2 separate regions of the Sus scrofa genome follow, and region 2 is linked to region 1. The links are chromatin contacts, called in public HiChIP or PLAC-seq maps. All regions are on one chromosome and are shown on one strand. The core of a region is the stretch at or near the end of the contact, and the rest is flanking DNA. Distances in the headings are between cores, read along the strand shown. Region 1 holds the start of RPL14 (ribosomal protein L14). Region 2 holds the start of CTNNB1 (catenin beta 1).

Region 1 (7,040 bases), core at 2,191-4,690:
TCCTAGCTCCGCAGGGAGAGCCAGAGCAAATAACCGGACGGGGCCAGGACGCCATTTTGGATACTGGCGTCGCCCCAGTTTCCCTTCCTCTCGGTGATTGGTCGAGTCGGTAGCTCGTTCCGGAAGGGGTGGGGCCAGCCAACAAAACTGGGCATCTACTTCGGTTGCTTCGTGTTTGAACCCTGTAGCTGCTGGTGATTTTGCTCATTCCTGGACCCCCTGGAGGTCGCAAGGTAGAGAAGGATGCTTGGAGAGTTATCTTGCCATCATAATGGAGCTTTGAGGCAATCCGAAAATAGTCCAGGGCTTCTTGAGAAGGCATCTTAGGGTGCCTGTTCAAGTATGCTGTAATATTTCAGGGAGGAAGATGGGGGAGCACATTCTGGAAAGAGGGGCCGACTTGCATGAAAAGACACGAGACTTTTAGCTGTAGGGGAATTAGGGGTGAGGGGTGCAGAATGGCCAGAGAGAAAAAAAGCTAGGAAAGGGTTGGGGTGAAGTTATGGAGGGCCTTGAATGGCTGGAGAGTTTAGACTTTATTCTTCTGTAGGCTATGTGATTAAAATGAACTTTTGGAGGACTTTAAACAATTGTGACATAATTATTTAGTGAACTTTAGAAAAATAACTCTGTAACTGGAAAATCCCAGTCTTTCCCAAAGTGTGTTCACTGAACCACTTGGGGAGCTTGTGAATTAAATGCAGATTCTTGCTCCTCTGCAGACCTGCAAATCAGATTCTCTGGTTGTAGAGCCAGAAAACATACATTTGGGGAAAAGAAATGCACAAATCATAGAGGGAGAGATTTGAATGTTCACAAGCTGAACACATATATAATCAACACCCAGATGAAGAAACTAGCACCAGCAGCTCAGAAACCCCTCTTTCTCCCTCTAGCCACTGCTGCCCGCACCAGGCCTAGTGGTGACTATTACTTTTTCTTTTAAAGGCTCAGCTGGGGTCTATGTCACAGCCACAGCAACACCGGATCCAAGCCACATCTGCTCCATTTACTCTAAGTAACTGTAGAAAGCCACAGGGGTTATTTTTAAAAGGAAGTGATGTGATCTGACTTACTTTTTAAAAAGATCCCTGTCTGATGAGCAGAGAATACAGTAAATGGGGCAATGGAGAAGCAGGTCACTTAGGAGGCTGCTAGAACCATCCTGGGAAGATAAACTGCCAGAGAGCTTAGAGAAAAGGAGTGTCAGTACACTTAATCAAGTGATGAAAATTAACGCTGCCATATTGGGACAAAGAGATAGCCTGTGGGTGTTCTGATGTAATGCATCAAGGTCACAAGTTTTTTTTGTGCAAAAAAGGCATAATCTGAATCTAATCAACAAATCCATATTAAGAGAACTTCTACAAAATGACTAGACTGGCTTGGGATAGACCAGGAATGATGGAAGATAATATAAGAAGGCGAACGTATATATATATGACTGGATCACTTTGCTGTACTGCAGAAATTGGCACAACATTGTAAGTCAAATATACTCTAATAAAAAAAGAAAAAAAGAAACCAACTAGACCGGGAGTTCCCTTGTGGCACAGTGGGTTAAGGCTCTGGAGTTGTCACTGCAGCAGTTTGGGTTGCTGCTGTGGCATGTGTTCCATCCGTGGTCCAGGAACTTCCACATGTTGGGCATGGCCAAAAAAAACCCCCAAAAAACAAGACTGTATTTTATTTTAACTTATTGCATTAGGCACATTTATCATATTAAATGACTTCAATTAATATCTAAAAGGGTGAGATGCATTAATAATTATGAATAGTGATCATAATAGACACATAACTAAAGTAACCAATAAACACAATCCTAAGAACAAAATAGGTGGGCTCTTGGAGTTCCTGCTGTGGTGTAGTGGGTTGAGGATCCAGTGCTGCTACAGCTGCAGCATAGATTGCAGCTATGGCTCAGATTCAATCCCTGGCTCAGGAACTTCCATATTAAATGCAGCCAAAAAAAGGGGAAAAAAAAAAAGTCAGGACAGTTGGGCTCTGAACTTCCTCAAAGTTTCCTTCTTTTGCTTTATTTAATCAATTAAACAATTTACAATTATTACCATACTTAAGTATTTCATGGTGAGTCAGTTGGTAGTATTAAAAGTAAGCTATTCAAAGAAGGAAGAAAAGAGATGAGGTTGCCAGGAATGGAAGATTATAAATCAGGTCCTAATTTTAGATATTCTCTGCTTTTGGTTCTGATTCCACCCTCACAGATATACAGAGCAGAACCAAAAATGGGAGAAAACATTTTAAGCAATCTTTTTTTTTTTTTCTTCCAGTCTATTCACCCTTAATTAGAGAATCACTGAACTAGACCCAGTACTACTAGGTATAAAATAAACTACAAAGGTACTTACTACAACAACTTTTTTACTTAAAAATTTTTTGGCCAGTCAGGAGGCAGGAGGAAGTTTCCCTGTCAGGGATCAAACCGTGCCACAGTAGTGACAAACCAGACACTGGCCACCTGGAAACTCCCGTATAAGCCTATATTTTTATTTATTTATTTAAATTTTTTTATTTTTATTTTTTATCTTTTTATGGCCCCACCCACAGCATATGGAGGTTCCCTGACTAGGGGTCGAATGGGAGCTACAGCTGCTGGCCTATGCCACAGCCACTCTGGATCTGAGCCACCTGCGCAACCTATACCACAGCTCACAGCAACGCCAGATCCTTAACCCACTGATCAAGGCTAGGGATCAAACCTGCATCCTCATGGATCCTAGTCAGGTTCGTTAACCGCTGAGCCAGGAAGGGAACTCCTCAAACATTATACCAACTATATAAAACAATGTCATTGTTTTTAGGATACAGCACAATTAGAATAAATCTTTCTTTATCTCACAATTAGAGATAAAGAAATATCGTGTGTACAGTTTCCTTTCAAATGTTCAGAAAAGAATGATAAAGCAACTTTAGTGTTACATTTGGAGAGGGTAAGAAATGTTTTGGGAATTGTGCTAGTTTCGCAACTTTTCCGTAGATCTGAATTATTTTAAAACGGAAAGTTAATAAAATTACGGGGGTCACTTAGAAAAAACTACTACTAACTAGGCCATTAGTAATAGACAAAAATCGGGAGAGTACTGAGTAGTGGAAGGAAAGAGAAAAACGTTAAAAGAGGAGGTTGAAAGGATGCAGAGTCACAATGGGAAGCATATCTTCTGTATTCTTCTTTACCCTGAAGTTCTAGAAGACGACTTTCCTGTAGATCTTCTGTGGTACCAACTGAGGCAATCCTACCCCTCACGTTTGCAAAAGACCGGGTCGGCTCTGCTGAGCTCCGCCACGTTTTCCCAGTGACCCTGCGTGTGCGTACGTGCGTACGTTCCGACCAATCGGTGCACACATCGGCGTCTTGTTCACCGTAGGGGCGGGGCGGCCTGCTACACATGCGCACGGTCGGGCAGGCCTTCTTCCTTCTCGCCGAACGCCGCCAACATGGTGAGTATCGCTGGCGCGGGCTCCGGGTCTGCTGGTCATACAGCCTCAGCCCCGCCTGGGCTGGGAAGCGGAGGCGCGGAACGGTGCCTTGCGGGTTTTAGGTAGCGAGCGGTGAGGGTCCCAGGGCGGACGGAACTCGCAGTTTGGAAGCTTTCCGGGTGTGCGACCGACGAGCGCGTGGAGGGCCCGGCAGGCCCTGCGCCTTTTGGGACACGCGTGCGCTCTTCGGCCGACTGAGCTGGACCTCTGGGGCGGCTGGGATCCTGGCTAGGGCAGGCATTTGGGCCTTGCAGACCCCATAGACCTGGCTTTTGCCGTCACTCCTGCGGATTTTGTCCATCCAGGACTACCGTAGCGTTTGGGTGTGTTCCCCCTCACCATTCTTTCTCGCGGTTCTTAGCCATGTTGCCTTTCAAAGCGGTAAAGCTTTGCAAACCAGAGAGTATTTTTAGTCGATCTGCTGTTCCTTTTCCCACTTCTCAATTTTAGGTGTTCAGGCGCTTCGTGGAGGTTGGCCGAGTGGCCTACGTCTCCTTTGGACCTCATGCCGGCAAGCTGGTCGCAATTGTAGATGTTATTGATCAGAACAGGGTAAGTGTAAAGAAAAGTGTCGCGACTTCATATGGCAATGGATGGTATGCAGTGTAGATTATAATGGTAATTGTCCCAATAGCCCACTGAGGTAGGAATATTACGGGTGGTAATTGCGTTTTATAAAAAAGGAAACAATGCAAATAGGGGTTAGGAGCACATACTGGAATTGGCAAGTACTAAGGCATTTTGAGTATTATTTCTGCTCCTTAAACCAGCCAGAGTTTTTAACTAATTATATGCTAAAACATTGGTGATGCTTAAATTAGTTGTTATATGTAATGCGAGTTTAGAACAAAGTTAAGCACATAGGAAGAGCTTTGTTTGCTGTTGTCAGTATTTGAGAATCATATATTAAGGGATTGACCAGAAGCTGAATGATCATGGAGTTGCTGGGAACGTGCAAGGATTAAAAACTTAAAATTGTATGTAGGGTTATATGCTGTACTACAATTGCTGATAGTTTTATTTATTTGTGAAAAGCACTTAAATAGTAAGGATGTGATGATTCTGAAAGGATTAGTGATACACAAAATGTTTGCATTTTGAATGCTGGTAACAGTTTTACACTGATGTCCTTGGTCTTATGTATTTTTAGGCTTTAGTGGATGGACCTTGCACTCAAGTAAGGAGACAGGCTATGCCTTTCAAATGCATGCAGCTCACCGACTTCATCCTCAAGTTCCCACACAGGTAACTGTCCACCAACCATCACCCCTACCCTTGTTTAATTAATACTAGTAAAAGTTTGCTTGGCTTAATCCAAAGAAATGTTTTTGCTGTTTTGTTGTTTTTCTCTTGAGAATATATTTAGCAGTGTGAGAGAAAAATTTAGAGGAGAGATTTACAGTGTAGATGTAGACAGGCATTTTTAAAATGTCCTGTGATCTGGTAGTTCAGTGGCTCTTCTTTTATCCAGATTTCCCATCCTTTTTCTTTGTCTCCCTTTTAGGATTTACACCACAAAGAACTCCCCACAGAATTCTGGTTTCATGACATATTTTGTTCAATTCAGCTTCAAAACAAAATACTAATATTTGTCTCTTCAAGTGCAATCATCAGTCGAGTTCTTTAGTATGTGCCAGTTGTTAAATATTTAAAATGTTTAAGGTCTTCCCTTCTTGGCACAGTGGAAACAAATCCCACCACGAACCATGAGGTTGTGGATTCAATCCCTGGCCTCCTTGGTGGGTTAAGGATCCAGTGTTGCTGTGAGCTGTGGTGTAGGTCACAGACTTGACTCGGATCTGAGGTTTCTGTGGCTGTGGTGTAGGCCGGCAGCTGTAGTTACAATTGGACCCTTAGCCTGGGACCTCCGTGTTGTGGGTGCGGCCCTCAAAGGGGGGGGGGGGGGCAAAAAAATAAAATATTTAATACATTATCTTCTTATAACAGCCACTAAAGAGGTTATATTCCCAGTTACTTACTAGGAATTTAGACAGTAGTAGCATTTCATGATGTCTCAACACAGATCTTTTTTTTTCCCCCCTTGGTCATGGTGTGCAGCAGCTTGAAGTGGGGTCTCAGTTACCAGGCCAAGGATTGAACCCAGGCCGCTGCAGTGAAAGCACAGGTCCTAACCATTAGATTACAAGGGGCTATACTGAACACAAACCTTTAGGCATTAATGTGCAAAATAATGTAAGGCATACAGATTAACTTTACCTCATTCTTGATGAAAAATAAATTGCTTTCTTCTCATCCACTACTGAGGAGTGATATATATATATACACACACATACATATACACACGTAATCAGAGGTGACTTAACCCTTGAAAGTGAAATGGTTTGCACACTTTTATTAAAATTGTGTGTTTGAGATTTTAAGATGTCTTAGTGACCACAATTCAAATAATAAAGTCTGCCAGGTGGTGTTCTGTGGAGACAATTAGAGGTGGAAGTGGGGAGAAAAAAAAACGGAAGGATACTTTTCTATTTTTGTTACACCTTTTTTAACTTGAGAGGGTATAAGTGGTGCTTTTTCAGAGGACAAAAAGGTGTCCTTGGATCTTTGTGGCCTCAAATCTGATTTCATAATCAGTGGTCTTGGCTCTTTCTAGTGCTCGCCAGAAGTATGTCCGAAAAGCCTGGGAGAAGGCAGATATTAATGCAAAGTGGGCAGCCACAAGGTGGGCCAAGAAGATTGAAGCCAGAGAAAAGGTAGTGACTTATTCATTTGAATTTGGACTTTTCTGGGTTTGGAGGGTTGGGATGGTATGACAGGGATTTATTTTACTTGTTTATTTCCAACAGAAAGCCAAGATGACAGATTTTGATCGTTATAAAGTCATGAAGGCAAGGAAAATGGTAAGTTTTAAATTATCACAGGATTGTTGTATTCTAACCCTAAACTTGTTTGTCTGGTAATTCTCTTGCCCAAGCTTGGTAGACCAAAGTTGACTTGTTAAAAATCTTAGACATCGCGAGGGTTGTTTTCTCTGCATTTACAGTTTGTATGTATAGATTGGATAAGAATTTTTTATGCATATATGGTAAACATTTACATTGAAATTTTTCAGAGGAACCGACTAATCAAGCTTGAAGTTAAGAAACTTCAAAAGGCAGCTCTCCTGAAAGCTTCTCCCAAGAAAGCACTTGCTAAGGGGGCAGCTGCAGCAGCTGCTGCCGCTGCTGCCAAGGTTCCAGTAAAAAAGATCACCACTGCAGGCAAGAAGGCTCCAGCCCAGAAGGCTCCTGCCCAGAAAGCTGCAGGCCAGAAGGCTGCACCTCCTCCAAAAGCTCAGAAGGTTCAGAAACCTCCAGCCCAGAAAGCACCTGCTCCAAAAGCATCTGGCAAGAAAGCATGAGAGCATAAGAGGCTATTATAAACGTAATAAAAGTTTTTTTGACATGCTGGCAAATCTACTTTATGGATTAAAGTCTGTTGTTGGTTGGGTCCAGGTTATGAGGTAGATTAATGGGATTATTAATGTCATCATTGGAAAATCAGTTCCTTAGTCCTACTCTGCTCAGATTTGAATTAGTATC
Region 2 (7,040 bases), core at 1,223-3,722, 470 kb after region 1:
TCTTCTGCAGTTTCACAAAATGGATTAATATATGTCAAACCCAAATGGCTGGATCTAGAAGGTAAAAAAAGATAACCAAGTGTTTTTTCATGAAATGTATTGGCCAAAGTCAATTCTTAAAAATCATTTTCACAAAATCACTTATTTTACCAACTCATCAGGAATGCTTGTATTTCTTGTTGGTTTACTATCTGTCTTCATTGCAGCGAAGCTATTCATTTCATATTTTTGGTGAGGCAATTGGAGCAAATTCTGGTTTTGGGGAGAAGCAAATAAAAATTCTGAGCAATCTGTTAAATTTAACTAATTTGTCTTAATTTAACTAGTCACCCAGTAATTCTTTAGTATATTTCAAATTTGAAGGGAAAAATAGCTTGCTGCACTATTGCAAATTTTTCATTTCCTTTATGAACATGTTTGCTTAAAGTATGACTAGAGACTTTAAATATTAATTATAAATTTAGATTGAGATATCTAAATTGAAAAAATGCTTCAATTATTTTGGCATCCAATAGAGAAATGTAAATATAGAAGAGTTTTTATCCTTTAGATGTTCTAATAGTACAAATATTTCTTAACCAGTTTTAACGGTGTGTCTTATTCAGCAAAACAAAAACAAAACTGAACATAGAAAAAGGAAACATCTATAAAAATTAATATTTATTAGTCATCTGATTTTAAATATATGACTTTAATCAAATCAAATATATATTCTTTAACTCTATATGAACATTAATATTGGGGATCAGTACCGGAAAAATGCCGTTTACACTTTTGAGTTCATATTCAAAACACTGCTTTGATGAAGTATCTTTTTCTGTTCAGTCTGTTCAAATTATGACCATTCGGTTTAACCATCCGCTACAGTTAATTCTACAGAATTACTAGCAAAGACACAAATGAGAAAGTCATTCTAGACAATGGATCTCACGGAACATCATCTTAGTGTGCAGACTTTTTCCACTGCAGGGGCCCATGCTATGGTGATAGATAACAGTTTAACATTACCTCGGTGTGTAGTAAAATATCTTTAAGATGGGGGAAAATTGAATTACTTCAGGAACATGTTGGCCCTGTTTAGCATTAGCTATGCCTAAAAACTATATAGCCTACTCCATGAGTGAATGAGTAAATAGGTTTCCTGTCTGTACCTATGCATAAAGACCTATTGTTTGCATGCATTAATTACAGGGATAAAAGCCTGAAGATAACTTTCACTGTTGCTTTTTGTATGCTCTTCATTGTTTTGAAGGAAAAATAAGCATACAATAGACTAGACAAAGTGAATGGATCATAATTTTTTCATCTTTGACAAATGCCAATCTTGCTGGATTACAATGGAGACATTTCGAAGGGAAACGAAGACCCAGCTTCAGCCTATTAGGACGAATTAGAAAATGTTTTTAAGAATAGAAAATTCGTTTTTAAAAATTAGAAGCTGCCTGATAGCTCCTTCCATAAACAACAACTTGGATTTCTCAACTAAGTAATATCTATACATGAACTTCCTCCGAGGAAAAATCCTCCCCCAACAAATTTATTGATACTTAGTAAAGTGGAACCAGATAAAATTGAAATCTGTAAGAATTAACCTAGTTGACAGGGCTCTAGAGCTAGTCCATTTCTATCAGTCATTTGTTCACAGTAGGGACTAAGGACTTGTTGAATTGCGGGCTAGGCGCCCGTTCTAACACGAGTTCAGTCTTTGGGATTGGGTTAACAGGAGGCTCGGCCCGGTACTTCACTTCCAGATTCAAGCCGGTAGGGATGCGGAATCTACGATTCAGACCGTGGAGGTAATGTGCGGCTCGGCTAGGAGCCAAGTCCTGCAGAGAGCTTGGGGCCCAGACCGCAAAGACGGCGAAAGCACGATCGCGCCGGGGTCCCTCGACTTGCATAGGGGCAGCAGCAGCGCCCGGCAGCGCCGGGAGCGGGCGGGCCCCGACCTCAGCACTGCGGTTGGCCCGGTCCCGAACTTCCGCCCTCCTGGGACCTGTGCCGCTCGGCCTCGTAGGGCCGGGGTCCGGGTGCCGCCTCCCACGGGCAGCAAGCGGCCAGTCCAGCGTCCGCTCTCTTGGCACTGGACGAGTGAGAGCCGGGGGGCTTCGGGATCCCGATAGTGGAGAATTTCGGGGTCGCCCTCCCCCAGCCCATCCCGGCCCGCGGGTGCCCTGGCCGCCCCATCTCGGCCGACAGCGCCTTGGCGGATCTGTCCTGCGGTCCCGCGCGGCCCGGCAGCCGCCGGCCTCTAACCCCCGGGAGCGCCCGAAGAGCTCGCAAGCGCCCCGCCCCAGCCCGAGGCGGGCGGCTCGGCGGAGCGGGGACTACTTTCCGCCGCCCGCCCGCGCCCCGCCCCTTGTCCTCGCGCGGCGGAACGCTCCGCGCTGCGCCGCTGGCGGCAGGATACAGCGGATTCTGCGCGACTTATAAGAGCTCCTTGTGCGGCGCCATTTTAAGCCTCTCGGTCTGTGGCAGCCGCGTTAACCCGGCTCCGGGAGCTGAGAGCGAGGGGAGGCGGAGACGGAGGAAGGTCCGAGGAGCAGCTCCGGTCTCCGCCGAGCCGCCACCGCAGGCCGAGGACGGTCGGACTCCCGCGGCGGGAGGAGCCTGTTCCCCTGAGGTGCTTGGGTGCTCCTTTCCTTACCCTTCCGGGGCTGCTCCCGCTCCTCTTCGGAGCCAAACTTCGTCGCGGGCGCGCGGTCCCGGCGGCGGCTGGAAGCCGGGCCCGGTGCAGCCCGGAGGGCCGGGGTGGGGAGCTGGGGGCTGACTGGGGGCGCCGGGGAGGCGGCGGGGGCGGGCCCGGCCCGAGGGGCGGAGGGCGGCGGCCGGGCCCGGGTTCCGGTCGCGCGGCTCTTTGGGGGCCCCGGGTTTGCCGCTTGCGGGGAGGGGGCGCCGCGAGGGCGCGTTCGGGAGCTCCGTTGTCTGGCGGGGGATAGTAGGGGGGTCTGTGGTTTCCGTCCCGGGCTCCGGCCGCGGCCGAGTTTGGGGGAGGGACCCTGCGCCTCTGGATGCGCCGGGGCCGGGGTGGGGGGCGGGGTGGGGACGGGGGACTCCGCCTTCCGGGCCTTCAAGGGGAGTTGGGGTACAGGCGCTGGGCCTGGGACCCGAGGTCCCATCTGCCATGAGGAGAGGACCAGTAGACTTTCTCTTCAGAGTCCCTCTTTCGTGCTTAAGGACGAATTAAGAGAATCGTTAGTATTATTTTAATGCTCTGCTGGTGTGTTTGGTTTTGGCTCCTGTTTAAATCGGAGCAACTTTAAACCGTAGAGGATCCAAACTATTATTGCAGACGGAGCGATGCTCCAGGAGGAGTTGCACAAATAAAATCCATATCTAGCACCTTTATTTTCTTGTACGGTGCAGGTGAGTGAAAGCAGTGTGCAAGGAAGGTCCTGGGAAAAATAAGGGCGAGGGCGACTGGCTTACTGTCTCTTACCAAGTGACCCGCCGGACTCAGCCTCTGACTGCTTCGAGAATTTTGTTCGTGGAAATTCTTTATTTAGATAATTTCATGCCAGCTAAACTTGATTTTGAGAGCACTTTCCAGCGAGATGAATTTTTCCCTCGCTACGAAATTGCCCGAAGGAAATTCAAGCGTTGCAACTTCGTTCCGTGTTTTGTCTGGGGCGAGGACTTGGAATGCAGTTTCGAAGTTCAGTTCTCAAAGCCCGCTACTGGATCCGCTAAACTTGAAAGCTTTGGCAGTTGGGTGTAGTTGATTCCTTCGTTTTCAGTTCCCTGTTGGAGGGAGCATTGTCTCCTACTTTGTATCTTCCAGACATCTGTGGTCTCCCCTCCCCCCCGAGTTTGTGAGTGGTGAATGAGGAGACTGGCCTGCTGGTATGCAGAGGTCCGCAAAAGGAAATCGAGGAGTGGTTTTAGTGAAACGAGAGCTTTGTGTCGTGAATAGTGGTGGCTTAGACTAGACAGCAACTTGAAGCGACGGCTAGCCTTTGATAAAGTCTGGACTGATGTTTTTCAGATCGCTGAGTTATAAAGTATTTTGTCTGGAACTTAGGAAGCCATTTCGTTATTGTCCCTTGGTGTGCATTCAGTACCTTCAGCTATCTTCACCTTAACTTGTCTTCAGAAATGTTGGACATAGCTTGAAATATTATTTACCATAATGCTACTGTTTAGTATCTGCTTAAATCAGTGACAAAAACATACTTTGGAGGGTTTTTTGTGGGTTTTTTTTTTTTTTTTTTTTTTTTTGTCTGAACTAAGGCGATGGCTGCATTTATTTTACTTTTACATTTAAACCCACAAAATCTCTGGGTTAAAAAAAAAAGTGCCATTAACGTTTGAGAATATCCTTGCACAAAATTTGATTAATTTGCACCCAATATTCATTACTTTGACCTAGTCTTTGTTCTAAAGGCCATGTACAAGGCCCTAAAGTGATTGCAACAGTAACTCGAAAAACTTGCAGAAGACTCTTCTATAGGATTAAAGGAATGCTGAGACTATTCAAGTCTAAGGTCCTTGAGGGGGAAATAAAAAAACTAAACTAGAAAGTTTAGTATAGCATGTAGCTTAGAGCCCTTGTGGAGTTCTAGGCTTAGATTTTTCCATAGGCTAGAATAATCATTTAAGATAGCTTTCAGGAAAAACCAATTTTTAAAAATAAAGTGGCAAAAAAAAGGACAAAAAAGAAACATTTAGCAGTGTTCAAGTGTCAATAGGTATTCAAGAGTTTTCTTTTGAAACGTTATCCGACTACTTCCTCTACCAAGATAATTATGTAGAAAAGTATGGATCCCAGTATTAAAACATAAGCTGAATTGAACTTCCTACTGTTGCCAGTGATGACTGGAATAAAAATTATCCATGTAAGTGAAGTAGTGTATTTTTGTTTTCATAGATACTTCCCTCCTCCACCCCCCCCCATAGGAAGGAAAACATGAATTAGGCATATTTCTCTAAGGGTATTTTGAGATTTGGTCTTTCAGGAAAACTATCTGCAAATACTGTTTTTTTTTATTGGGAGGGGTGAAAAGAGGAGCAGAAGTATTATTAAAACTGGGGATGTGGAGAATTCAAAAGTTTGATTCTCTGTCATTAAAAGTAGCAGTGAGATTAAAACCCTAGATATGGACTATATAAGTATCTTCAGCCAGTGAAACTTGTGTTATTGAAATAATACATCTATCCAGTTACAATAGGATTTTGTTTCTCTCTTCATGATTTACTAGTTACTGATAATAATTGTAGAGGAGTAGGTGGTAAATTTTAAGTTTGTACTTTGAGCTAGGGTGGAAGCATGCTTGATTGCCAACCCAGGACAAAAAAGGATGAATGCATTTAGAGCAGGGCACCTTCTAATAAAAAGTATTGGCAACTCTTTAGTGCTCCAAATTATTGACTTGTGTGACAGTGGTTGTGAAAACATTAATTGGTTAACTTAGTTGTATTCTTTTAAAAAAAGTTATTGAGAAAACTTAGTCGTATGCTCATAGCCTGCTTTTTTACTGGAAATATGGTATCTTTTTGTTGAAACAGCTGACTAAAAACCTTTTTATACCATACAAATAAATAGTAAAACATAGACTGTGAGCTATTTTCTCATTAGTATAGAGCATTTAGCTATGGCTTCTTGTACCCTCATTGAGAGGATACTGATTTGCAGAATCAGTTCTGATTCTCTAACAGACTTTTGCTTATGTAATACTGTTCTAATCATGATGTAATAGATAACTAGACTAATAGGCTAAAATAAATGTATACTTCTTAAGTTGCACAGAAGGAAAATATGTGATTTTTGTTGCTTGCAGATGATTAGTAGTTAACTTGTGTACTTTTTCATTGCTTAAACTCTGGAGAAAGTTCTTTTATTTCCTCTGTTTACTTAAGAATGCTGCTTTTGTGTTTTATGCAAGTCTGAGCTTGACTGAATTTGAAATCCAGGTCTTTCTGTTGAGTTCTGAATCCTGCTGTTCTTGAAGTGTGTATTTAATGTGCTTTCTCCCTAACGAAAAAGTCACTCTAGGAACCCTTTTTAGGGTTTAACTATCTTTTTAAATTTGTTAATTGTGGGCATCTCTTTCTTTTAAGAGACATTCCCCTCACCCAAAGTCTCCCTCAAACCTGATGTCGCTGAGTGAGAATAGAGTTAGGGCATGTTTTCATTGCATGCTTTGGTCATGTTGAGTGCCCTCCAGTGGATATAATGTAATGCTTGTGTTTTTTTTTTTTTTTTTTTTTTTTTTGCTCCTGCAAATATGAATGGTTTTGATGAGAAAGCATCAATCAGTAAACTTTTAAAATTCTAAAATAATTTATTCATATTAATTCTGCTAATAAAAAGATTGGCATGCGAACACATCCTCTCAACCATTATTTGCAGAAGAAAGGTCAAAGTTAAATCAGGGATTAAATTTTATTTGTCGCTTTAAATAGTGTAATAATATCAGCTTAAATATAACATAATTATAAACCAAAAACTCAATATAATAATTTTAGGGTAAACAGTTCTAATGTTTATCCATATTAATGAATTATAGAAACTAAAAGTCTCAGAAAAAGGTAACAAAGAAGTGAATTGTTAATTTGTCTAAAATCTGTTACACAGTAAAATATGAGTAAGTCCTCAACTCTTATATTTTCTGGGAATATTATGTCCATTAAGAACTGGATATCAACAAAGCTAGACGCTCTTGAGTCAACTTGTGTGAATTCTGGAGTATAATGCCTAGTTACTATAGGTTCTCGTTTGTATAGTGTTGTGATACACTATACCAATATTTTGCCCTTTAAATTTTTCAATAAAAACCTTCTTCTGTGCTTTTTTGTTAAAGTTCGTGCTCTTTCTATTAATAGCATTCTTTTATGAGAATACTTTTGTCAAATCAGATTCTGATTAGTAACAGAAATAAGGCCTATTTTAAAATAGCTTTTAGAAGTCACATGGCCATTTTATGAAAAATTATCAGAGTTTAGAAAAAAATTTTTCAACTTTGTTTTCCATAAATAGGTGGTTGAAATGAAATTTAGAGGTTGATGGGGGGAGTATCACTTACTGATCCATTTTGCTCTTGGAA

Evidence for each region. HiChIP or PLAC-seq counts read pairs in DNA pulled down with a chosen protein or histone mark.
Region 2: a contact with region 1 is called in an H3K27ac HiChIP or PLAC-seq map of alveolar macrophages. The contact joins the promoter of CTNNB1 here to the promoter of RPL14 in region 1. A contact is called at or near these places in 1 of 47 Hi-C or Micro-C datasets (liver) and 2 of 2 datasets of contacts at active chromatin or transcription factors (alveolar macrophages and skeletal muscle).

Annotation. Positions count from the first base shown.
Region 1 is chr13:24,691,769-24,698,808 of Sscrofa11.1, forward strand. RPL14 (ribosomal protein L14) reads left to right here and starts at 3,441. Exons shown (of 6, transcript NM_001097478.1): 1 at 3,441-3,459; 2 at 3,949-4,050; 3 at 4,649-4,743; 4 at 6,113-6,212; 5 at 6,306-6,359; 6 at 6,572-6,910. The coding sequence starts at 3,457. The coding sequence ends at 6,859.
Region 2 is chr13:25,161,823-25,168,862 of Sscrofa11.1, forward strand. It overlaps CTNNB1 (catenin beta 1), which reads left to right and starts at 2,473. Exons shown (of 16, transcript NM_214367.1): 1 at 2,473-2,620. It overlaps LOC106505576 (basic proline-rich protein-like), which reads right to left and starts at 7,027. Exons shown (of 4, transcript XM_021069211.1): 1 at 7,020-7,027; 2 at 2,645-3,065; 3 at 151-252; 4 at 1-54. The coding sequence starts at 7,027. The coding sequence ends at 25.